Regions from separate parts of the Zea mays genome. Here region 2 is linked to region 1. Evidence: chromatin contacts called from public Hi-C data. All regions are on one chromosome and are shown on one strand. The core of a region is the stretch at or near the end of the contact, and the rest is flanking DNA. Distances in the headings are between cores, read along the strand shown. Region 1 holds the start of LOC103632446 (ENTH/VHS family protein). Region 2 has its middle 13 kb from the start of LOC103632451.

Region 1 (6,101 bases), core at 2,710-5,209:
TCCCTGCACTTCTTTCAGTACCTAGCCTATTAGCCCTCTCAATATCATCGTCTGTATCAGCAATTACAGCTGTCTTAGCACCACTTCCAAGTATCCCCTGTCCAAAGTAAGGGGAAAACAGAACCAGGAACAAAATCACATGGGGTGCAAAAGAACAAAGTGGCAGCCACAATGCTACACATGGTACATATTTTGATTATGTCCAAGAGGTCAAAGGAATGAACAGGTGTATCAACATAACTTGAGAAAGAATATCTTGCCTTAGTTGGTTGATTGAGCTGCTGCCTCGCTTCCAAATATTTTGGATTTACATGTATGCTATTGGATGGACGCGGCGATTGAGAATCAGTCCTTGATGGTGCAGCACCTGATAATCCATTGGTAGATGACTGAAAACCAAGTTCCTTCTCAATCGTTTGGAGAGGAGGTAGAGGAAACACTCCTTTCCATGTTCCAAAAAGATGCCTCATGCTATGATGTATAGAAGGATCAACTTGTTTATATGCCTTGCAGAACACCTAGCAAAAATGAAAAATACAACCAAAGAAAACTTAGTTATTGTGATGTCCAAGTCATCCTCTCAATAAATAAATATGGTTTCCAGGGGTAGGAACCATCTCTGTTCCCATGTCAAGAAGATGGTGCAAAATGAAATACTAACCTCTGGTAATCTTGCTGAGAAATGTTTGACATAATCTTTTCCAATATTTTTTACAATACTGTCAAGCAGATACAGCGATGGTAGTTTCTGTTCACTTGGAACCTACAGGGACAAGCAACCATCAAATAAAACAGATACACCCCCTCCTCCATACATAGTGCATAACAATTGTGTAACACTATAGTGGATTATAGTAATACAGGGTGACAAGAAAAACCACATGTTGATATACCTCGACAATGTGGATTCAAGACAAGAACACTGGCAGATATGATTTGAAAACAGAACATATACAACGGTGCGAGTCTTACAATTCACACAACTACATATCTGAGAAGGTTCAATTGTGTTTATTCGTCATTCCTTTCATCCAGTGACTAGGACTCAACCTTACTTCTAAAGAATCCAGTAATGTTTCATTTTAGAACACAACCAACGAAACAAAACGAGCATAGATAACATGCCGTCTCAAACCATGTAAAGCAGCAAGGTTACACAAAGTAATACACAAACCAAGTCAACTAATGCTCAGCGGTTATCCAGGAGTGTAAGGAGAAGCACAGTGCAGGCCACACTTGTGGCATATATTATACTTCGCAATTCCATGTCCTTTTACCAGTGCATGGACATATTTTTCATATGTACAAGACGGTGTATCATAAACTTCAGTTTGTAGTAGAACTTTCTGAAATCTGGAACATATTGCAATTCAACAGATTAGGGTACACAAAGTGATAACTTCTTCACTGGTCAGCATGAGAATAGTATAATAGTTACTGCAACGTGAGGATATAATCTGTACACAAGTTTATGGAGAGTGTGGGATTGAAACGCTTTTGAAGCCTGGTTCAATGTTCAACCATGCTGCTGACAACTTATGATGTTTTCATACCAGTGGTAACTGCTGTAGCCCTCTAATTAGCAGAGGGTGGTCCAAAAGTCAAAACACAATGTTCATATTTGTTTTGCCATGTCACAGGAGTCTCAAACTTATATAAACCAATTAATGTGGAGAGTCCCTGACCGAAGGTCCATATTAACAGAGGCCTGTCCAGTTTACAGTTTCAAGGTAACGAAAGAAATCAAATCTGAAGCATAGGTGAGCTTCGGACCAATGATGAAGCTGAACCTTCGGATGAATAAAAGAAGCCAAAGCTCTAACGTCTTCGAAACGTCCAAGCCCTAACATCTTTGAAGCGCCAAAGCCCTAACATCTTCAAAGCACCGAAGCCCTAATGTCTTCGAAGTCAAAGGCGCTGACCAATGAAGCCAAAGCCTTACAGTACAGGGAAAAGAAAAGTTGTACACGGCACGTCAAAGACATAAAATGACGAAATTGTACTCCTGTTGCTGAGTATGACAATTATGTAATAGGGAGGGCAAAATTGTAATTTCATATGAAGGTATATAGCAGCTTGATCCTATAAATAGATTAACAGTGTTACTGCTACAGAGATCGGCATTTTACATCCCTGCTCCTGTATCTATCCCCTGTCAAGAGAACTTCCAAAGATATATGATAACACGGTCTTTACATCTGTCAAGAGAACTTCCAAAGATACATGATAACACGGTCTTTACATACTTAGCTTCAGTTGCACATCTAGTTCCCTACTTTATGACTTGTTCATTGATAATGTGCTTCTTGTAAGTTCAATCATTTAAGGGAACGTGAATCTTACCTTCGTCATGCCATTGCAACTTCCATTTTTAAACTTCGTAATTTTTCATGAGTTTCGGCGTATGAATATATTTATCAGGTCCCTTCTCCACTTCATCCCCTTCGAAAATGAGAGGGAGCAATTGTGATCCCTTCTACCACATTGCAATTCGATTTTACCCCTTGTTTTTCAACTTTGTGATTTTACCACACTGTTTTGAAAACGAAGCTGATGAAAATCAAAATTAGTGATTAAAAATAAAAAACCAGGAGTAAAATCACAATTGCAAGGTGAGAGAAGGGTATAATCATAATTAACCCTGAAAAAATGTTGAATTTTTCAGGGTTGATTGTGATTATACCCTTCTCTCCCCTTGCAATTGTAATTTTACCCCTTATTTTTTATTTTTTAATCACTAATTCCGATTTTCGCTAATGGTGTTAAAGGAGAGGGCGCAGCTTCATTTTCAAAGCATAGGGATAAAATCACAAAGTTAAAAAAGGAGAGGTAAAATCACAATTGCAAGATCAGAAGTGTATAATCACAATTGCCCCATAATTTAATTATGTTGCCATGTTGTAGTTCTTCATAGAATTTCGACTGGTACCCAACATCAATAAACACTTCAGAAACAAAGTTCAAACAAAGTTGAACGAGGAACTTTGCGTTTGAAATCATATAAATCACGTATATTAGTATCACAAAACAAGCTCAGCGGACACAAGAGAGCAAGAGGGAGAGAAAAGAGATGGGAAAGAGATTTCTCAGCAAAGATAGGTAAATCAGCATTTCCTTTTGCATCTACTGTACACACAACTCGTTTGCGACATCACAGCGACTGATCTTGATAGCTAGCGTGGACACTAGTGTGCACAATGCACAGAGGCTTGGAAATCATACCACACCACCAAGCACACGTGCTGTATCTAGCATAAGGGACCGCCAGTGGATGCTTGGCGCCTTAGAGTTACTTTTACATGGTGAATTGAGGAAGAAGGGGAGACGGCAGTTTGACGAGCGTAAGAGGAGTCAAAGACAAAGGTCACCTCGAGGATGTTGGCGCAGATTACGGCGGCGATGGGCTTAGCGGCCTGGAGGTTCTCGCCAGCGATGATGGTGAGGTTGGTGATGATGGGCTTGGAATTGAAGGTGAGCTCCCCAAGCGCGGTCCGGTACTGGCCGAGCAGCTCGTCAACCAGCGCTTGCTCGGCGGCGCTTGCGCCGCCATTGGAGGCGGCGGCGGCAGCGGCGTAAGATCTGGGGTCCCGTGCCGGCGGCTGCGCGAGGCGCGGCTTCTTCGCGCCGGGGTCGGGGCTAGCGGCGGATCTGCGGGCGGAGGCGGAGGCCTCCATGGGGACAGCGGAGGCGGAGGCGCGCATGACCGGCGGGTGGGCGGGCGGGAAGCTAGGGTTTGGGGCGCATTGGAAAGGGAGAGAGCGGGAGAAGCTAGGGTTTGCAAGGCGGGTCGCGTAATCGAATCATGGGGATCGGGCGTCAGCGAGGGAAAGTGAGGAGGAAGGGCACAAGCGGCGACTTGCTGCTACCGGATGCAGAAGGCAGCAAGGTTTGATTTGATTTGGCGTCAGCGTTTCGGGTCTGGAGACCGGAGGTAGCCAGGTAGGAAGACGGGAGAAGGGAGCCGCGAAAGAAGAGGACGCAGAGCATGGCACACTTCTGTTTTCCTTTCTCTATTACTACTAGATGAGTGCCCGTGCGTTGCAACGAAACTATATAATAACACGATAACTTATGTATATATGTGTGTTATATTGTTATAGGTGAGTGCCCGTGCATTGCAACAGAATCAATATGAATACATTGATATACAATGTCTCACAATCTAGCATAAGTTGGAATAATTGTATAAAGCAGTTGTGGCCATTAAACAAAGATGGGATGGATAATAATACATGTTGTAGAGACATCCCTTTCATGAGTTCTAGGCTATCAGGCTTGTCATTGCGCTTCCTCGGTCCATGCGTTAGTCCTGCAAAAGTAGAAGTCCACTTATTCATAGCTCATGAGAGATGAACTAAATGGAACCGCTGGTAAGGAATACAAGATATCTGGGGATCACCTTTCATCGAATGCTTAAACCAGATCTTCAACACAGTTTTAAATTCGGGTCGATTATGATCTGGTTATGCTACTTATATTATACGAATTATGCATCTGCTAGCTGCTCACTGAGCAATGTCACACGCCTAAGAACCCCCACCATAACAGCATGCCTAGAAAGCAACACCTACCCCCACCATAACAGCATGCCTAGAAAGCAACACCTCTGATTAGAATTTGTACTCTAAACAAGAACTTCTGGGTAGAATTAGAATCGTACAGAGTATAACATTGTTGTTATGTAGATGTCCGAGCTTCCTCAGTTTGCAATAACAATGTAATCCCTCATCAAGGGCTAATACTCATTAGGTATTTCAGCCCTTGCCTGCACATGCAGTTCTCTGACAGAGGATCTGAGAGGAGGGCCACTGGGGTCAGGGACATGCCACAGTGCCACACCTACACAGTTGCCCCTTAATTCTAAAATGGTGAGCACCTTAGAAGTTAGAAGAGTAGATTAACAAACTCAGTATGCATGGATTATGCGCCAATGAACAAGATCCATTTACCCACATGCAATTCTCAACGCAAATGTCATTTCAGTGACGTTATTTAATTAAAAATTTACAGCATAATACAATGATGTCAAGAATTTCTAAGAATCTACAATTGATTAGGATGGTAAATGTTGGCCCAGCTCCTGGTAATGCAGTGTAAATTTTGTCATCACAGCATTGTCAAAACAAGGAGAAATGGATCAAGGGTTCAACATAACTCCAACAAATGCCTACATATTTTTAACAAATAATCAAACATAAGTTTGCATTGAACACTGAATGAAGCAAAAGAGCATTGCTGAAATACCAAAGATAGTCAACCTTCTCCACATGTACTATGATCTCTATATATCACCTCAAATCCCTACACCAGTTATGCAAAAAAACAATTGATCAACCACCAAGGAACATGTAGAACAACTTCCACAGGCAGGGGAAGAACAAACCTTTGTGTAGCCTTTGCACCTTGGACAGGTCCATAAGAAAAGTGATGTTAAGTCAGATGTGTACACCTGAAACACATTTATGTAACCCAAGTCTATAAAAGGACAAAAACCAAAGAACATATCTATTAGTGACTGGCAATGCTGCACATGAAAGGGAGGGAATGGAAAGGTCTTAGCTAGTAGGTTACTTTTAAATGGTAGAATGATGATACAGACAATCCAAATGTAGAGGGCAGCAGGGTGTAGCAAAAAATCAGATCAACGGAACATTTTAGGCTAGTATATCAGATCAGCGGAACATTTTAGGCTAGTATATCAAAATGTACTTGGCCTTCGGTGGTAGATGTGAAACATAGAACATATGTATGAAACCCACATTATATATATTCTCCTATTTTAATGTCGGTTCTCATTCCACACTTTTTAACTGTGAACATTAGTTCTTTCTTACTACTACAACGCACGGACATATCATGGTTTGTAAAGCTTGTACCATCATGGTTGTGGCAGCAACAATAAAAGTGTTATTGATAGACTCCGCCATGATGCATTTGAAACCATAGTTTGCAATAGACTCAATAGAGTTAATAAACTTCAATGAAAAAATATATCTATAAATTAAGGAGGCATTCTGGCTTCATTTGTTAGAGCAGGGACGGACACACCTTCAAGGCAACAGTGGGGAAAGGAAATCCGGCATATTCCATAATAGTTATCT
Region 2 (6,652 bases), core at 607-3,106, 410 kb after region 1:
ATGGCCTCTAAGAAATATAAGATTGCCTACAATAAGAAACATTCTGGATGGGCAGATGATATTTTTAAGTGGGAACATACAATTCGGTCTGGTCTTCCAATGGACTTAAAAGGGTATTTTCTCAATACCATGTTCTCAACAGTTTAAATTTTTTCTATGATAACCATTGTATATAATATAGTTGGTCAAACATTATTCTGTAGGGTTAATACAAGCTACTTCGTTCTACAAGCTATGGTCATGTGGGGGAGTGGTAGACGAATGGAATTTAATAGGGTGAGTGAAGTACGTTTGGTTCATGTTCAAACATACATTTCAGTTACATAATATACATTTGACGTTTTGTTCTCTTATGTCTTTGTGTGTAGGATGCAAAGATTCTTCGAAGAAACTTTGTAATTTATCTATTAAGTTACGAGGAGAATTCATGCCGTTATGCTATCCCTCCAAACATACAACAACGACTTATCAGTATCGCTAAAAAAGATTAGATTAATGTACGGTTGTCGATATATTTGACTATTATTAGAAATTGTAAGACAAGTTGATTCGTGCAATACCGATGGTGCATCAACAATAGGCGTGTAGAACTACATATTTTCCATGTCTTCTTTTTCTCGTGTATTATTTTCCAAGTCCGAAGAACATCTGCCATGATATACGCTTTCTTGTGCAGGCCACTTTTTTGTGTGCTTGCAATTGCAACTCCATTGCCTTTTCGTCCTGTGGAGAGGTTAGTCCACCTAATGTTTTCAGGTCCCAGTGAATGCACAGGCTGTGGGTTTGTTTTCTTTCCTAAACATTATAACACATTTGTAACATTTTCCTATAATATTATAACACATTTGTACATGAGTTATCATAATATTTTATCTTCCCGTTGCAACGCACGGGCATCCACCTAGTATATATATATGGCAATAGCAAAGACTACCAAAAGTTCAGGGGTAACAAGGTGTAAAGATAACCAAACTAGGGTGACCTATTGGGTCCCATCAAAATTAAGCCTATGCATGCCAAAATGATTACAGAGAACATTATTGGGTAAATAGATGTGATCAAGGGCACAACATGCCTGGGACTCGAGATTCCAGGTACCAACTTGCTCTTCAAGTGACTCGTGACCTCGCGCTAGTCATAGCAATACAAACAAACATGGTATAGGCAAAATTAATATTACACCAAACATAATCAAAAGTTACACAAGAGTATTCTTCGTGATGCTATGGGAGTGTGGGTTTGGGAACCACTAAAATCGGAGTTATGGTTAATAAGATATGGTTTTCTGAAGTTTTAGGTGATTAAATAGCGAATCATGTTTTATGTTGATTATCATAAACTATGAGAGAAAAGTTTACAAGAACATAGCCAATTGAACTTTAATCTCAGTTATAGCTTCATTTGAGACCATATTTTAGCTAATTTATAATTATGGACAAGTTGACTTGACTAGATTGACTAATCAACTAACATAAGCTAAATAAATAGCCAATTACAAAAGTATGAGGAAGGTTAAGAATAATGTTTTAATGTGTAAATAATTTTATTACGAAGTTTACGCAATTTGAACGGATCCAATCAGAGTTAAAATGAATTAATTATGAGTTAAACAAGATTCTAGAATTATTAAAATTCATTTTAGAATTAATTTTATTATTAAACATAAATTCCTGGACCACGATCGAAATCCCTTAGAATTCCAGGGTGCTATCTAAAAAGAAATGGTCTAATCTGTAATTATTTTTGCATTCAGTAGGATGGTGGGTTAATTTGTCAAATGTGTAGGGGCTCTTTAGCAATACTACCCCGGCTGTCTACACACGCGCGATCCCAAGCCCTTAGATCATCATCGGACGACCCAAAACACATCCGAACCGGTATGCGCCGCTGGCCACATGATTCTGGATCAATGGAGAGGATTGAATCGGCGAAAGGTTAAGTTGGTTTTAATATCGATCGTTGGCTGAGGGCTCAACGGCATCCGCGCCCAACCCATTAAAACGTGACAACCAGAGGCGGCGCCGCCTGCTCACACGGCGGGGAACCCGCCGGCAACCGCACCATGGCCCCCCAGGTGATAATTTCTTCCCCCAGAAACGCGCTACATAATGTGGAGGTCGGGGCGAACTTGAGAATGGTGGATTTACCGTCGGAGGTGTTGGGATTTGGGGTGCCCACGGTGTGACGCGGCTTCGCGGCGGTGCCCTGACTTAGGAGAGAAATTCATCGCGGTCCGAGGCTTCTCTATGATCCGTGTTTGTCGTGTGCAGTTTCCAAGCGACGCGAGCGACCCTCCTTAACAACCACCAAGAGGTTGGTGCCTGCGCAGGCCCGAATCGACCATGGCCGTGATTCCGGACACCCCCCGACTCCTACTTGCTCGATCCTGGCAGCTCAAGCGGAGGTGTTGGTGCCCAAGGTGCGGATGGACGAGGGAGGGCACGACTTTATACCCTGGCTTGAGTCCGAGAAGGTGGGCACGCTCCCGAGATCACGGTCGATTCAGTTGTAACAGCTCGATCCGAGCCTCACAAACCCGAGGGCTCGAAGAACTGACTGTCGAGGGGGACCACATGGCGGTGAGGAGTGCAGACCGCAGCGCAGCTGGAGTTCCGGTCCCACACGCCAGCGCCTGCGTTCTCCTCCCATGGGCCGCACGGCAGCCAGGGAGAATCAGACTTACTGGGCCGGGAGAAGAAGGCGGCCTACATACAGGTTATTCTCTTTTTTCATTTTTCATATTTACTTTCAAATTCAAGTTTCAAATTTAAACCAATATTAACTTCAAATATACATCAGCAAAAACTTCAACATGTGTGCAATTATATAACTTTATTTATTTATTATTTTTATGAATGATTTTATGGAGCATAATATTAAAGAATAATTAATTCTCCTATTTTCAACTTTTCAAATTGAAAGTTAAAGTTTGATTTTGAATATCCCATTTCAATTGCAGAATACAAAATTCCAGCATTATGAAATATATACTTATTATTATTGTACTTTTATATTAACTATAGTATTGCAAATGTGTTGTACACACACAAAGAACTTTAATTTTCAAGAGATACATGGTTTGTCCAATTAAAATCTTATTCAAAGCTTAATGTGTTATGATTATTTATTTTGTATGATTCTTATGGAGAGATAATTTACTTTGAATCTTATGGAAAATACTTTTGAACATATGATTCAATGAAACTATTAATTTATATGAGGACCCTTTATTTAAATATCTTTTTAAAACCATAATTATTTAGACATTAGGATAACTTCGCTAAATTAACCAAAATATGATTTGAGGTGTTACAAAGTCTACCCCTTAAAAATAATCTCATCCTTGAGATTAGTAGAAAAGGGATGCATAAGGTTTGGTTTGCGGTCGACGTTTAGTTTTCCAAATGAGATCAAATTTAGGAAGTTTCTTTCTAATTTAATTTAACCAGTGGTTATGGGAATCTTTTATGTTTGGCTGTTTTGGCAGAAGTAGAGAAGGTTGAAGTTAAGTAAGGTTAGGGCAAGAATAGTTTGGGATAAGAAAGATTATGGTGAGGAAAAGACTTCATCCGAAATGTTTAAGTCTTGATTCATCTCAAGATTCGCTTTGACTATTATATCCTTCCTTGTCGAGGTCGATCTTCTCTTCCTTCTCGGGTTTTGGTGTCGGTGCCTAAGTAGGGTTATGTAGTTAAGGTAGATTATAGGTAGTGTTGGTCCTTGTTCTCGGATGCTAAATACCAAAAATAAAGCAACACAATTGTTAACGATTAGAGACCTTTGTCCTTCGAAGCATTATCTCCCTTATGATATAATGATCTTCAGACGAAGGTCATGAAGGACATACCTTCATCATTTCAGTAAGCAAGAATATAAATAGAGACATATGAAACACAAAGGGAATATGAATAATCATTTCAAATCATTAGACTATTCATATTCTTATTTTATATAAACATGAATAAACATCAATGATATTTATATTACATTAGTACCTTCGGCTTGACAGAAGGTGAAAAAGCGAGAGTGACGCGAGAGTGATTACAAGTCAGCGTGAATAGTATGGTGTTACTGTTCATCTATTTATAAGCACAGGACGCAGCCTGGATGAAATTACATTCATGTCATTGACATTTACTGTTGATCATAAGGCAAGCTGTCGAGGACTAAGCAGTCTTTTCCCCTTTAAGTCGGTTTCTCCTTTCACCATCGTCAACGTGCTGAGCCGAAGCTCCTTCAGCTACAGCTTCAGAGCTAGCTTGTCCTTCATTTAGACTGCTCCTTCATACCACGCACACCTTTATCTCAAAGTTGAAGCCTCCTGTAACAGTCTATGTTATAATGAAAAAACATGTTAGTTAAGTCTTTTGAGGACCTTCTGAAGAGGAAGGCCTCCAACGGTAGCCCCTCGTAGTATTAATTTGTTTTTGCATTTAACAAATTCAGACTGTGACGTGAACGAAGGCCTTTTGCCAAAGGTCCAATAAAACACCTTCCCTTCGCTAGAATAGCGAAAGTCAATGACATGTAGGGCCCACCAAGTTGCAATGCGCTTGGGCATATAAATAGGAACCCGCAGCGACAGCATTTGCTGCGCCATCTCAATCTTTTGTGCTATTTTTTTCAAGTTTTAATTTTCTTGCTCTGTCAGATCTCGCTTTTTTGTGAGCTTCGACATTTGTTCAAGTGCCCATCAAATGGCTGACGAGAAGAAGGTTGTTGATCCTGCACTAGCTGGTTTTTACGAGGCTATGGAGAAGACAAACACAGAGAAGATTACAAATGAAATGCTAGCTGATTTGTCTGAAGATTTTGACGATAGCGGAAGCTTTGATATGGAAAGTGAAGACGAAGATGCTGAAAATCGGTCTTGGCGACCAAATCACACCATCTTCGGAAAATCATCCATTAAGCAGAGTCAAATTGATGCTATGAAGCGGAGATATTTCTGAGATATTTCCATTGTGAGAGCTAGAGGGGATAGTGCCGCCCCTGCTCCCGAAGAAGATGAAGTGGTTGTTTACAGGAGCTTCATGAAGGCAGGGCTTCGGTTCCCGTTAAGCAAATTCCTGGTTGAAGTGCTGAAGACCTTTGAAATTTTCCTTCATCAGATTACCCCTAAAGCCATTATCAGTATGGGGGCTTTTATTTGAGCCATGAGAAGCCAAGGGCAAAATGCTTCTGCAACATGCACAAGCTGCTGTATGAGACGAAGGCTACTGGCAAGGAGTAGTATCACAACAACTTTGGTTGTTTTGGCTTCGTGCCTCGCTCTGATGTAAGTTATCCAGTTCTAACATTTCAGAAAAGGTGGCCAGGAGCATGGATGTAAGAATGGTTTTATGTGAAGAATAACTTAGTTGAGAGGGTAGGTATAAAAGGGATTATTCAACGTCCCATATGGTCTCGCTTCGGCATGAGGAGGCCAGCCACTGCTCTTGGGAATGATATAGAAGCATGTCAGAGAAGCTTCAACACTGTGTGCACTTTTATGGGCACAAGATACTTGGTTCAAGAGCACATCGCCTACAGAGTATGGCCGCTCATGAGTGAGTGAGAGATGCCGAAGGAGGCTGCTGCCGGGTCTAGTCAGGGTGGCCTGGTCTATCTAAAATATACCTTCAGATATAGAGGCGAGTTTGATGAGCCAAACGATGAGTGGTTGAGCAGTATTGAGGCAACTAGTGAAGAATTTCTTGGGGCCCATACAAGGGCCGAAGATGATGCAATGACCTTGGCCTTCGAAGGTCGAGGCAAGAAAAGGTTGAATAGAGTTTTTGACGTCATTGGTTTTGTATACCCTGATTATAGCTATCCCTCGCGAAAGCAGGGAAAGAAAAGAAAAGCTGCTACTTTGGCATTTTTGTTGTGCCGAAGGGCAAAAAGATCAAGGTTTTAACGCACTTGCCTAGATACATTGAAACGGCCATAGTGCCAAAGCTTGGTGAAGGGACATCTTCCACTGCTGAGGTATAACAGCCTGCTCCTGCCAGCCCCAGGGAAAAATTGGCTGAATTGCCGAAGGTTCCTGCAACCGGGTCAGTCGAAATACCAAAACATGGTGCTGATGCCAAAGGAAAGGCGGCCAAAGAGCCAGAGCTAGGGGAAACGGTAGGGCTGCCAAAGATCTTGAGCCCGTCAGCGGAGCCAGAAATGCCGAAGGTATCAAAGGCTCCTGCAATAACTCCCAAGAGGAGAAGGATGGCTAGCGTGCTGGACACCGTCCTGGAGTCAACAAGGGCATCGACTCCTGCCCTACTAAAGAGACTGCCAAAGCTGCTACAGTTCGCGTTGAAACCGAAGCTGGCCCCTCAGTGCCCACTGAAGCAGAGCCTACTGGAACTGAGCAGAGAATTGAACAAGGATCTTCAGATGCTTGTTTGGTTCTGGAGAAGAACGACGCGCCCGAAAAAGCTAAATCTCCTATTCTTGAAGCACCTTCTGAAGATCTTGACTTTATTATTCGACATGCTTCGGGTAAAAGGTTGTCTGAAGAAGAAATCGCGGAAGCTAAACACTATGCCCAGGAACTAAAGTACCCAAAGTGGGCCTTGGTGTTCAATGGCACTGACGAAGATGATTTTCTATACTATCTCCCGGACAACAAGGAAATATCTGTTTGCCAGGAGATGGCAAAAACATGGGGTTTCCG

What was found. Hi-C and Micro-C count contacts between places; a contact is called where the count stands out from the background.
Region 2: a Hi-C map of tassel shows a contact between it and region 1, with 2.8 times the contacts expected there. The contact joins the enhancer-like site here to the promoter of LOC103632446 in region 1. A contact is called at or near these places in 2 of 25 Hi-C or Micro-C datasets (ear and tassel).

The regions. Positions count from the first base shown.
Region 1 is chr7:72,245,393-72,251,493 of Zm-B73-REFERENCE-NAM-5.0, forward strand. It overlaps LOC103632446 (ENTH/VHS family protein), which reads right to left and starts at 3,960. Exons shown (of 6, transcript XM_008654255.2): 1 at 3,369-3,960; 2 at 662-763; 3 at 261-518; 4 at 1-97. The coding sequence starts at 3,701.
Region 2 is chr7:72,659,210-72,665,861 of Zm-B73-REFERENCE-NAM-5.0, forward strand. No RefSeq gene overlaps it. Among protein-coding and RNA genes, the nearest start is that of LOC103632451, 13 kb to the left of the region's middle. Within about 2 kb of position 1,857, at least 18 of the 20 cell types and tissues checked have an H3K27ac peak or open chromatin away from gene starts, as enhancers often do. A contact at or near this core is called in ear and tassel, where this site is marked.